Regions from separate parts of the Drosophila melanogaster genome. Here region 1 is linked to region 2. The links are chromatin contacts, called in public HiChIP or PLAC-seq maps. All regions are on one chromosome and are shown on one strand. The core of a region is the stretch at or near the end of the contact, and the rest is flanking DNA. Distances in the headings are between cores, read along the strand shown.

Region 1 (5,322 bases), core at 1,584-4,083, 84 kb before region 2:
ATGCACTTTGCAGCTCAAGTGGTCAATGCCTTCTGCATACATATATACATACGTATATGTATAAATGTATGTTAGAATAACTTCTAACTTCTTTTGTAATACAGGGTTTCAAAAATAATCTTCAAACAGATGTCATCTACACTGATTTTAATAAAGCATTTGACTCTGTCAATCATTAGCTTCTAATAAGACAACTTCATCTTTTAGGTTTCCCTGTTAATCTTCTAAATTTCAAGCTATCTGAATGGCAGGACACAACAAGTCCTCTTTAAAAATTCTTTATCTTGTATTCTCTGAGTCACATCCGGTGTTCCACAAGGGAGCCATCTTACCTTATTCATTAACGACCTCCCCTTAATAATAAAACATTCGCGTGTACATATTTACGCAGACGATGTTAAATTATGCCTCCAGTACAAGGACACTTCGTGCCATTTGGACTTACAATCAGATCTAGACCGATTTCAAATATGGTGCCGTGATAACGTATTAGACTTAAATGGCTCCAAATGTAAAGTTATGACCTTTTGTCGTGTCAACAAAATACGCACGACTTACACTCTAAGTGGGTGCCCTTTGGACACAATAACGCGGGTTGATGATCTTGGTGTTCCTCTGGACCGTAAACTAAAATTTTCTGACCATATTTCGACTATTGTCAATAAGGCCAGGGGTGTGCTTGGTTTTACAAAAAGGTGGTCTGAGGAATTTGATGATCCTTACATGACTCTAACCTTATTTATTTCGTTAGTCCGTCTGATTCTTGAGTATGGATCACCTGTTTGGAGTCCACAATACGTAGTTCACTCGGACCGGACATTGAATGGGTCCAAAAAAACTTCTTACTTTTTGCCTTGCGGCGCCTAAATTGGGATGCAAACCGTATATGACCTCCGTATTTCAGTAGACTACTTTTAATTAATTTACCTTCCCTAGCTAATCGTAGAACTATGCTTGGAACAGTCTTTATTTTTAAGCTTATTCGTGGGGATGTTGAGAGTCCCGAATTGATTAGTCGGCTTAACTTCTCGGTTTCAAGTAGATTCACTAGAAACTATATATCCGTTATTTTAAATCTTATTTTATTTTAAATAGATCTAACTATGAGTTGCATGACCCTTACAGAGTTTCATGTTCTGACTATAATATACTTTATCCTATTATCTGTAATCTTGACTCTCTGCCGCTCTTAAAGCAATCGATTTTAACTTTTTTTATTACATAATTAAATCCTACTACTAATATTTAATATAGTTATTTTACATTGTATTAATTTCCTCGTTCCTGTTCTCTTTTTTATATCGCGTCTATATTTTCTCGCGAATCGAGCCGTACGATACACGGCAGCGCCCCTCGGTCGGTTGGGCGAGAAGTGTGGCCGTGGGACCCGTGCAACAAAAAAAAAAAAAACAAAAAATACCTAGATATAAGCAAGGTTAGCTGAACCCGACTTCAGCACACTTTGATTATTCAAATAAAGAACCTCGAACAGCTCTTCTATTCTATTAAAAATGTACCTTTTACACCATAAATAGTTTTTATACTGCATTCAAATCATTTGTTTCCGATGCTCCGTCACTATCTAACAAACCTCCTTTGTTGAATAAAGAGTTGACTTTTTAAAAATTAATTTAAAATACCGGTTCTCAATCTATCCTTTCTAAATATTTAAGTGCTTGTCTAAATTTTACCGTACCCAATGATCAGTGCTACAAGAGCTAATTAAACCGTTGTAAGTTCCGATTCAATTAGAATCCGAAACAGTCTTATAATTTTGTTAACACTAAGCGTTTTCTTACCCTTCCTCGCTATTTTTTGAAAATACTACGGAAACATCCGATCAGGCAATAGTCGATCTATTCGCCAAGTGTCTTCAAACAACTTATTTTACGTTATTTCATTCAGAACAGACATTCTCTTACCGGGTACCAAAGTCCAATATATTATTTTGTCCCACTCTAATCGAATGATCACTATTTTACGATCTTCCGCGTTTGCTTTTCCTAAAGGGGTACAAGTACAATGGGGTGTGCGAGCAGCTGCTCGCTGGGGCTTTCGGCGTTAGTTTGCGGTAGGTGATACAGAATTTAGTGGGGATCTCAGGTCTGTCGTGTTCCTATCATTGGTGTGCCTAGGAGATGATCGGGGATCAATGCTGCTCGCCATGTCGAGGGCGTTCGAGAGTGATCGCGGGTGATTGCTACTAATACGTGCTTTTACATTGTGACATGCGGATTCCACTTAAGCATAAGCATATATATTGTAGCATATATAAGCACAATTTAATTTACATAAAACAGCCGCATCCGTCACTTCCAGAATCCCCCAATGTGAGGAAAGGCAAGGCGTGGCGTGCTGGCGGATTATCTATCATTTCCGGCTTTGCTTGCGTCTTCTGCTCAAATTTGAAGTCCAACCCTTTTTGTTCGATCATTCGGAACAATGGTTTAATTGCCCGGTCTACGCCAACCCTCGTGGCAGATCCATTCTGGTATTCAGGGGATGACTGACGGCGAAGGTTGGAATTATTTGCAAAGAATATTTTCAATTGCATCTTTTGCCGGCTGTTTTATGCTCGGCCTATATTATGTAAATTTAATTTGCTGAATATCATTGTCACTGCACTGTTTATATATGCTAAGTGGAATTCGCCTATCACAATGTAATTTATTGAAGTTGCGGCATGCTGGATACAATCCTTTCCAATTTATGGTAATGGTAACGACCGCTGCACTGACCTAATCAATATTAACTTATCTCAATAACCAGAAACAGAAACACCGCGATGAAATTAAAGGTTTTTTCCACGGTGTTGATCACATTGGCTGTTTTGTCGGAGGCCGTGTACTTTTTGCCGCCCATCTTGGAAGTTCTTGTCGATTGCTTTGAAAATCAGGTCTTCCTTCACAAGGCGCCCTCTTGACTTCATATTTGTAGAAAAGTAGATATTCCTTCACGAGGTGTCGTTTTGCCTGCCCCGTAACATTTCAGTCCAGGACTCTTTAAATCCGAAGCGAAGATGTTCTCTCTGGACTCTCTGGATCACGAAATCGCGACCTTTAATTTTGTACAGAAATTTTCAGATCTTTTTACATTTAGATTTTCTCCTCCAGGAAATGACACCATTACGATGTCGAGAACGTCGCCATCGGCATAGAGCTTTCTCTGGTTTACTTCGGTTATCGGTTCCATGAGTCAAGGACTAGTTTTTGACTATTTCCCTTATTTTCGGAGTCAATACCCTACTGATGAACTCTGCTACTGGAATAGAATTTTGCTGGATTGGTCATCTGACACTCGATTATTGTCTAACTGCAAATTTTTTGTTGCATTCAGTCTGACTCAACAATTGTCAGTTGTCAATTGTACCCCTCCTCTGCTTTAGATTCTGGCTGTTTCATGTGGGAATCTTCTACGTCTTAGTATCTCAACAGAGGGCGTACGTAACAGAATATAAATTATTTATAGGCTTCATTTTTTACCTGGTACAAGCTTCAACATTTAATGAATAAATATTTTCAGATTATCGACATGTCGAGGCTTATGCTCATGTCAGTAGAAAATGTAGCTTCAACTGGACAAACTGCAATTTTCAATGGAAGGAACTTACCTTGCAATATTTCTACTGCAATTAAACTATCGTTCCAACAGAAGGCTTGGATATCATTAATTATGTAAGTTTACAAACCACTTAAAAATATATAAAAAAAAATTATAAAGATTCATCCACTAACTATCAATAGTTAAGAAGCAAAAAAGAATTTTTGCGTTAAAGGTATTTTTACCCGTTACTCGCATTTTTTCGTTGAAAAGTATGTAACAGGCAAAAGGAAGCGTTTCTGACCATATAAAGTATATATATATATATATAAAATAATATAATAATAATAATAGTGTGCGCGACCGGTTTAGGCGTTTTTGGGCGGTTGTGGGCGTCGCAAAAAAGTGTTGTTCCAAATCGATAGAAATTTACAAGTAACGGGTATAATTGTTAACATTAATGGTTAAGGGAATATGGAATAAAAAAAACAATAAATATAACTTACAGACGTTTGTTTATTCGAGCTCCACAAAAAGCAAGTCAAAGTTTAATAAACAGAGCAATATATACGAGTCTCCAAATAAGACGATAACTAATATAGTTTGTGTTTCCTAATTATTCTCAAATAATAAACAAAAAACACCTAAAATAACTATGAGCCAGCGAGAGAAAGTGCCAGCGAGACAAACGTCGGAAATCTCTTCAACAGAATAACGATTACTTCTCATTTATATCAATTATAACAAATGCAGTAAGCGAGCGGTCATCGAACCTGAACCCCGCCAGATGCACGCGCTCTTTCTCTCCCTCTTTACCATGAGTAACCAATCACAGAAACTTAAAGCTACTACAACAACTTCGCTATACATTCCCGAAAGTGCACTTCGCTTACCGACAGTGACAAGTACAGTCTGCCTTTCGGCGTGTTCCACATTGAAGGGATAACAACCACGACACCCTTTAAACCCACAAGTGAGCATATGATGCATGTGTCTGGATACGCCAGACAAGCGTCCCGGCCTAGAAGCTATAGTTATGTGCATAGCGACTACCCCGGTAGCAATTCCAGTGCTTGCTTTCCGAGCAAGCACTCCCCCTTGCTGAGGAGCGAGATCTATCTAAAATCTCTTCTGATCTCTGGGTCACGGCAATCGAGTTTTGCGCAACCAGCACCGTCGAACACGAAGGCTCTAAGTGCTACCCAGACTGAGGAACAAAAGCCTACCAAAAAGGCTCCTCACAATGCGAAGGTGCCCAAGGGGCCAGTGCCCAAAGTTCAGACGCCCAAACCGAGCAACCACACGACTGGTGGCAACGGCATCCAGAGCAAACGAGTCCAAGGCAGGCAGAATCGCATCTGTCGCCTAGAATGCTAGCACGGGTGCAGAATGGACCAAGGTAAAGCCTATGCGCCTGCGTAAAAAAACCTGAGGCACTGAAGCCCGAAGATCATTGCCAGTGATTTTGATGCTTGGGCAGTGTATCCAGCCTAGCAGTGATAGACGTATGGGTATGCTCGACCTGATACTTCTGAATGACGGAGGGAAGCCGACGTTTAACAACGAAAGGAGTACGTCATTTATTGAAGTTTCCTTTATTAGCAGGTTAGCCACGGATAGTGGCTTATAATAACTGGATGGTCCACGACGTCGTAACGCTGAGCGACCACGCTCTGATTTCCTTTAGTCTCTCTCCGGAGGGCATGCCTTGGAGACGGCAGACAAGAACAGCAGGGCAAGCATGGGACCCCAGGAAGATCGATGAGGACATGCTGATTCCCA
Region 2 (5,121 bases), core at 1,217-3,716:
TTGTTGCCCAAGAACGCACTCAGCGACAGCGAATTTATTAAAGTTAAAGCTTAAATATCTTAGTATGATGTGCACTATATATTGTTTATGCACAAATCACGTCGGGGACACCAAATGTTGTGCTTTTAAACCTTTTAATTAGCTGTTTTTCAGAGAAATTAAAAGACGAGTTTTATGTATCGATTTCGAACGAAGATGTGTATTGGTATATGCATAAGAAACAAAAGTGAATGACAATGAGCTCATAATTGCAGACCGAACAGCAGAACGTTAAGCCAAAGGTGTAGGTGCGAGAAAGCAAGAATGAGAAAAAATGTGATATGGGAGAGCCTAAGCAGATGTTTCTGAACAGATGTTCACCCAGCTGATCTGCATAGTTAACGAAAGCTGAGGTGCGACTAATTGTGTCTCCAATTTTGGCAATAACTGAAGATATAAATTTAGGTGCTGCTGGCGCTGCGATAATATAATAATCATGTTTTTTTTTTAAATTGTTTTTTCCATATCGATCAAATTTGTCAAGACAAATGTGTGGTGCCCAACAACTGTCCAATTTTTTTTTTTCAGAGGACGAGGACCTTTAAAAACTACTATGGATGTTATTAACGCAGCTAAAAAAATTTCGGAAGCTGGTACAAAGCTGGATAAACTAACCAGGGAAATAGCAGAGCAATGCCCAGAAAGCAGCACGAAAAAGGACCTTTTAGCGTATTTGCAACGCATTGCCCTGTATTGTCATCAAATCCAAATAACTTCAAAAGTAAAAGCAGACGTTCAAAATATAAGCGGCGAACTTATAGTTTCTGGGGTACGTATATTATTAAAGATGATGAAAACTGATATTTAAAAATGTGTTTTTTATAGCTGGACAGCGCTACATCGTTAATTCAAGCTGCTAAAAATTTAATGAATGCCGTTGTATTAACGGTAAAGTACTCATATGTGGCATCAACAAAATATACCAGGCAAGGAACAGTGTCTGTAAGTGTTTTTTAGTACAAAAAATTGTACGATACTAAACAATTTAAATTTTTTATAGTCTCCAATTGTTGTATGGAAGATGAAAGCACCAGAAAAAAAACCATTGGTCAGGCCTGAAAAACCAGAAGAAGTACGGGCCAAAGTTCGCAAGGGATCTCAAAAAAAGGTTCAAAACCCTATACATGCATTATCTGAATTCCAGAGTCCTGCTGACGCTGTTTAAAAATTGATTTTCTATCAGTATCAATTAATTACCATACACGGAGTAGTATCAAAATCATTGCGTTTATCTCTGGTTATTAAAAGCAATCTTAATGCTGTAATCTATTCAGTTTTATCGACAATTACATTCTTATATAACTCTAATCGACCCCATATAATATAATCAAAAATACACATATAAATCGTTTTTGACAAATTTCCTCTTTAAAGGGCGGACATTTCTCAACATTTACGGGAAGACCGATCGCTTAAGTGAAAACCCAATTTAAAAATGAAAAGCCAAGGCAACCCGATACACTAAATTGTAAGGATAGGCTATAAAGAATATAGATTCTTAATAAACTCTTATGGCAGACTTTCTCCAGACTGCGGGAATGACCTAGCGAAATCGCTACAAGATCGCCTCCTCGCACTGCATTAACTAAGTCCTCTTGCGTTTGGCAGACTAAGAGGATATGTTGACTTTATCGTCAACATAAACATCGTTTACGTCGTCATCATCGTTTGTATAAACATGGTTCGTTATCACAGGCAACAAATCTCAAATCCTCCAGAGCATTATTCAGGTTCTCATTGCAGGCCCTAGCTGACTGCGTTAAACCGTAAATTGCTTTCTTAAGCAACAATAACAATACCTGGTCTGGAATCTAAAATTAAATATTCTTCCGTGTTTCTTTTGTAAATGGTCTCACTTCGATCTGTTAAGGTTCGCGGTGCATACATCCATTTGGTTTAAAGTTGTAATTGTAGATCCGCGGCAGTGCTATAGTTTACAAAACGGCGAAAAAGTTTCCAGTTAATTCCCATTCCGGTACAATTACCTTGAAGCGGTCTATATAAGGTTCCTCCTACTGGACCAAGCACGCTGCGTTCCGTGTTAACCATGATGTACTACATGCTGTGGGCTTAAACTTAGTACCCTTCCTTGGATCCAGAGCAACTGAAAGAGAATTGAAAATCTTTAGATGACTAATACAAGAAGTCTCAATACACCCTATAAATCCATGTGCACTAGAGCTGGTTAGCAACAGCGAAGAAGGCTGGAAAGCGGGATGGGTCAAGGGCTGCCAGGTCGAACGGAAAATAATGGAGTCCTGAATTAACGGTACCGCCCTGGACCTTGACTCGAGTCGGCAAAGCGCACAGAGGTGAAATGGTAACGTTGTGAACCCTGGACAAGCAAAAAGACGGCGCAAGCGCAGTTCGTGAACAGTTCGAACACGCAAGGATCCATATGTGCACGAGTATAGTTAACAAGAGTACTTCCGCGAGTCGCGCAGTCAGGGCGCGGGCTTAATCAGAGCACTGAGAAAGGACAGTTAAGGAGAACGAGATTACAAGTCAACAACGCAAAGCAAAGAAAGCAGCAAGGAATCTGCGTGAAAGTTAACAAGGAGCAAGATCCGAATCGACACAGGTAGCTGAGGTCCAGTAAGACAAAGCATGGTTGGGTTAACCAAAGACTCTAGAATAACAAGATTCGTAATGACATACGATTTTTTCGAGGTTGCTCTAGGCTCTCTCTAATTTTTGTTCGAGAGCGAGAGAGCGGAGAGCGCTACAGCGAACAGCTCTTTTCTACGCATACAATGAAGGCAATGATTGTTGAGTGCGTGTGTCCGCACTTCGTGCCTCAAGATATGACTTTTGCAATAAACAGTTTTCATATTTTTATTTAATTTATAAATTTTTATTTTCTACTACGTATTATTTTTATGAAATATTTATTTCTCAATGTAATGTCTTCCTTTTAGAAAATTTTTGTTCTAAATTACAGTAGTTATAACAATTTCCTTTGTATTTGCTATAATTATTTAGTATATTTATTAAGTCATTTGACTTAATACGATGTATGTAAATGATCCAATTTTATTATTTAAAATGCACATTAGTTTCAGTTGTTTTTCATATTCAGTTTTTTTTATATTCCAATTTGATATTTTTAAACAGTTCGCAATTTCATCATCTTGCTACGAAATTGGCCAAAACTCCCCAAATATGTAAATTCGTTTCTTCGATCAGAATTGATTTCGGCCCGAAAATCGGCTTCTAGCACAACACGCACACAATATACGCGTTCTCATCTCTTTTTTTACTCACACAAGCAAGCAAAATCTTTTTTTTAGATTTCTTACGCTCTCAGCGTAAGCGAGCCGACGAGGGCAATTTTGGCCGTCACTAAAAAAGTGGCTGCATAGTGCTAAACCAATGTATGGCCGTTACGAATCTTGTTATTTTAGTGTCTTTGGTTAAACGTTTTGAGTGTAGGGAGTAGGAAAAACTTAACTATAGTATTTGGGTCGTTGAATAAGTTTGCCATGTTGTAATTGTTTTAATATTGCCAGCCACAGAGGCAGCTTGAAATGGATTTATATTTTGTATTGGATTTGGGATGAGCTTGGGCTGGATATAATTTCTATTTGAACCGGTGTCTTTTAATACGTGAAAAAAAACGGCTTTTTTCTCTGGCCAGTGGAGTCGCACAATAACTTTAGTTTTTGCACTAACTTAAACTTAAACGGAAACCAAATGGGATTGATTGGAACTCGTATTAGTGTAATACGCATGTATTGCGGTGGCAAATACACACTAACACTGAAACATTTCGTTACAGTCAATTTACGTGAACATTAAAACCGGGCCATAAAGCTTCTGACGCGCTCACAGTATATATATAAGTGAGCATAATAAGAACATACCATTAGCGGAAAGATGACGTACCCCGTTGCCTTTTCTTCCTTAAGGTTTCAGTTTATTTGGAGATGACGCCTCAAAAGTTCCTTGTAGCAGCTCTCATTTGATTTCGTTTCAAAGATTGACTTTTCGCTTTCGGCCGACGGCTATAAGTTTTCTTCTCCACTGTGGGAGAAAGCTTTTGAGGTACCAAACCAGATGAATATATATAACATAATTTATACAGATGATTAAATAGAAGAAGTACCAGTCAAGCTGCGTCCCGGATGATGAAATCATTCCATTTCATCGATCCCCAAGTAGATTTGCGATTCTTGAGGAGACGGTGAAACTACTGCTGCAACGCGATGTGGACAGAAAGAAGAATGCCAGTTGGCTGACAGCAGACGGAGAAGGAGCAGGTCCAGCGGAATCTCAACAAGACTGTGCTGCTGCGGGACAAATTTCAGAAGGTGTGCCGCGAACAGCATTGCATCATAAAGACCGAGAACCTGCTGCAAACCAATGTGGAGAAGGCTCGAGTTCCAAGTTCGAAAGCTTCGTGAACGATGACCAGAACTCTCACGGAGAGACTGGAGAAACTGCTTCAAGCTCAAAGTGCCATCAAGGGTCTCACCGATCGGGAGCGCCAGAGCATCTTATACTTCCACCAGCTGTAAGAAAAAACAGACATGGGGGACTTCCGTGAGTAAAATTCAGCAGAGACAGCTGCAAGAGTATAGAAAAGCCGAAAGTTGTTTTAAAGAAACAGAAACTCCGTTTGATTTTAATTAAATATTTTTTATACCCGTTACTCGTAGAGTAAAAGGAAGCACTGATGCAACTAAGGGCTTTGCAACCAAAAAAATTAAACTGGTTACGATGGCATAGACAACCGAACTGCAAAATTTCTACCACGCAAAGGAGTGCTTGCGTTGTGAAAATATTTAATGCCATGCTAAGTTTAGGTTATTTTAATTTTTTTTCGCATGGGTCCCGCGGCCACACCTCCCACTCAACCGACCGAGTGGCGCTGACGTACGGCTCGATTTGCGAGAAGATGGACGCGATATAGAAAAGAGAACGACAAAATGAATATAATGTTATAAAAATAACTCTAATAAATATTTGTGTTAGTAGGATCTAACTAAAAAGTCAAAATTGATTGCTTTAAGAGCGGCAGAGAGTCAAGATTACAGATAATAGGATAAAGTCTATTATGGTCAGAAGATAATACTCTGTAAT

What was found. HiChIP or PLAC-seq counts read pairs in DNA pulled down with a chosen protein or histone mark.
Region 1: a contact with region 2 is called in an H3K27ac HiChIP or PLAC-seq map of the Kc167 cell line, with 2.6 times the contacts expected there. The contact joins two enhancer-like sites. A contact is called at or near these places in 1 of 107 Hi-C or Micro-C datasets (the S2 cell line) and 1 of 6 datasets of contacts at active chromatin or transcription factors (the Kc167 cell line).

Annotation. Positions count from the first base shown.
Region 1 is chr3L:23,399,297-23,404,618 of dm6, reverse strand. No RefSeq gene overlaps it. Among named protein-coding and RNA genes, the nearest start is that of ND-MLRQ, 63 kb to the right of the region's middle. Within about 2 kb of position 2,833, at least 4 of the 39 cell types and tissues checked have an H3K27ac peak or open chromatin away from gene starts, as enhancers often do. A contact at or near this core is called in the Kc167 cell line, where this site is marked.
Region 2 is chr3L:23,314,921-23,320,041 of dm6, reverse strand. alpha-Cat (alpha Catenin) reads left to right here. Exons shown (of 12, transcript NM_079495.3): 10 at 568-808; 11 at 865-981; 12 at 1,040-1,396. The coding sequence ends at 1,204. Among named protein-coding and RNA genes, the nearest start is that of alpha-Cat, 21 kb to the left of the region's middle. Within about 2 kb of position 2,466, at least 4 of the 39 cell types and tissues checked have an H3K27ac peak or open chromatin away from gene starts, as enhancers often do. A contact at or near this core is called in the Kc167 cell line, where this site is marked.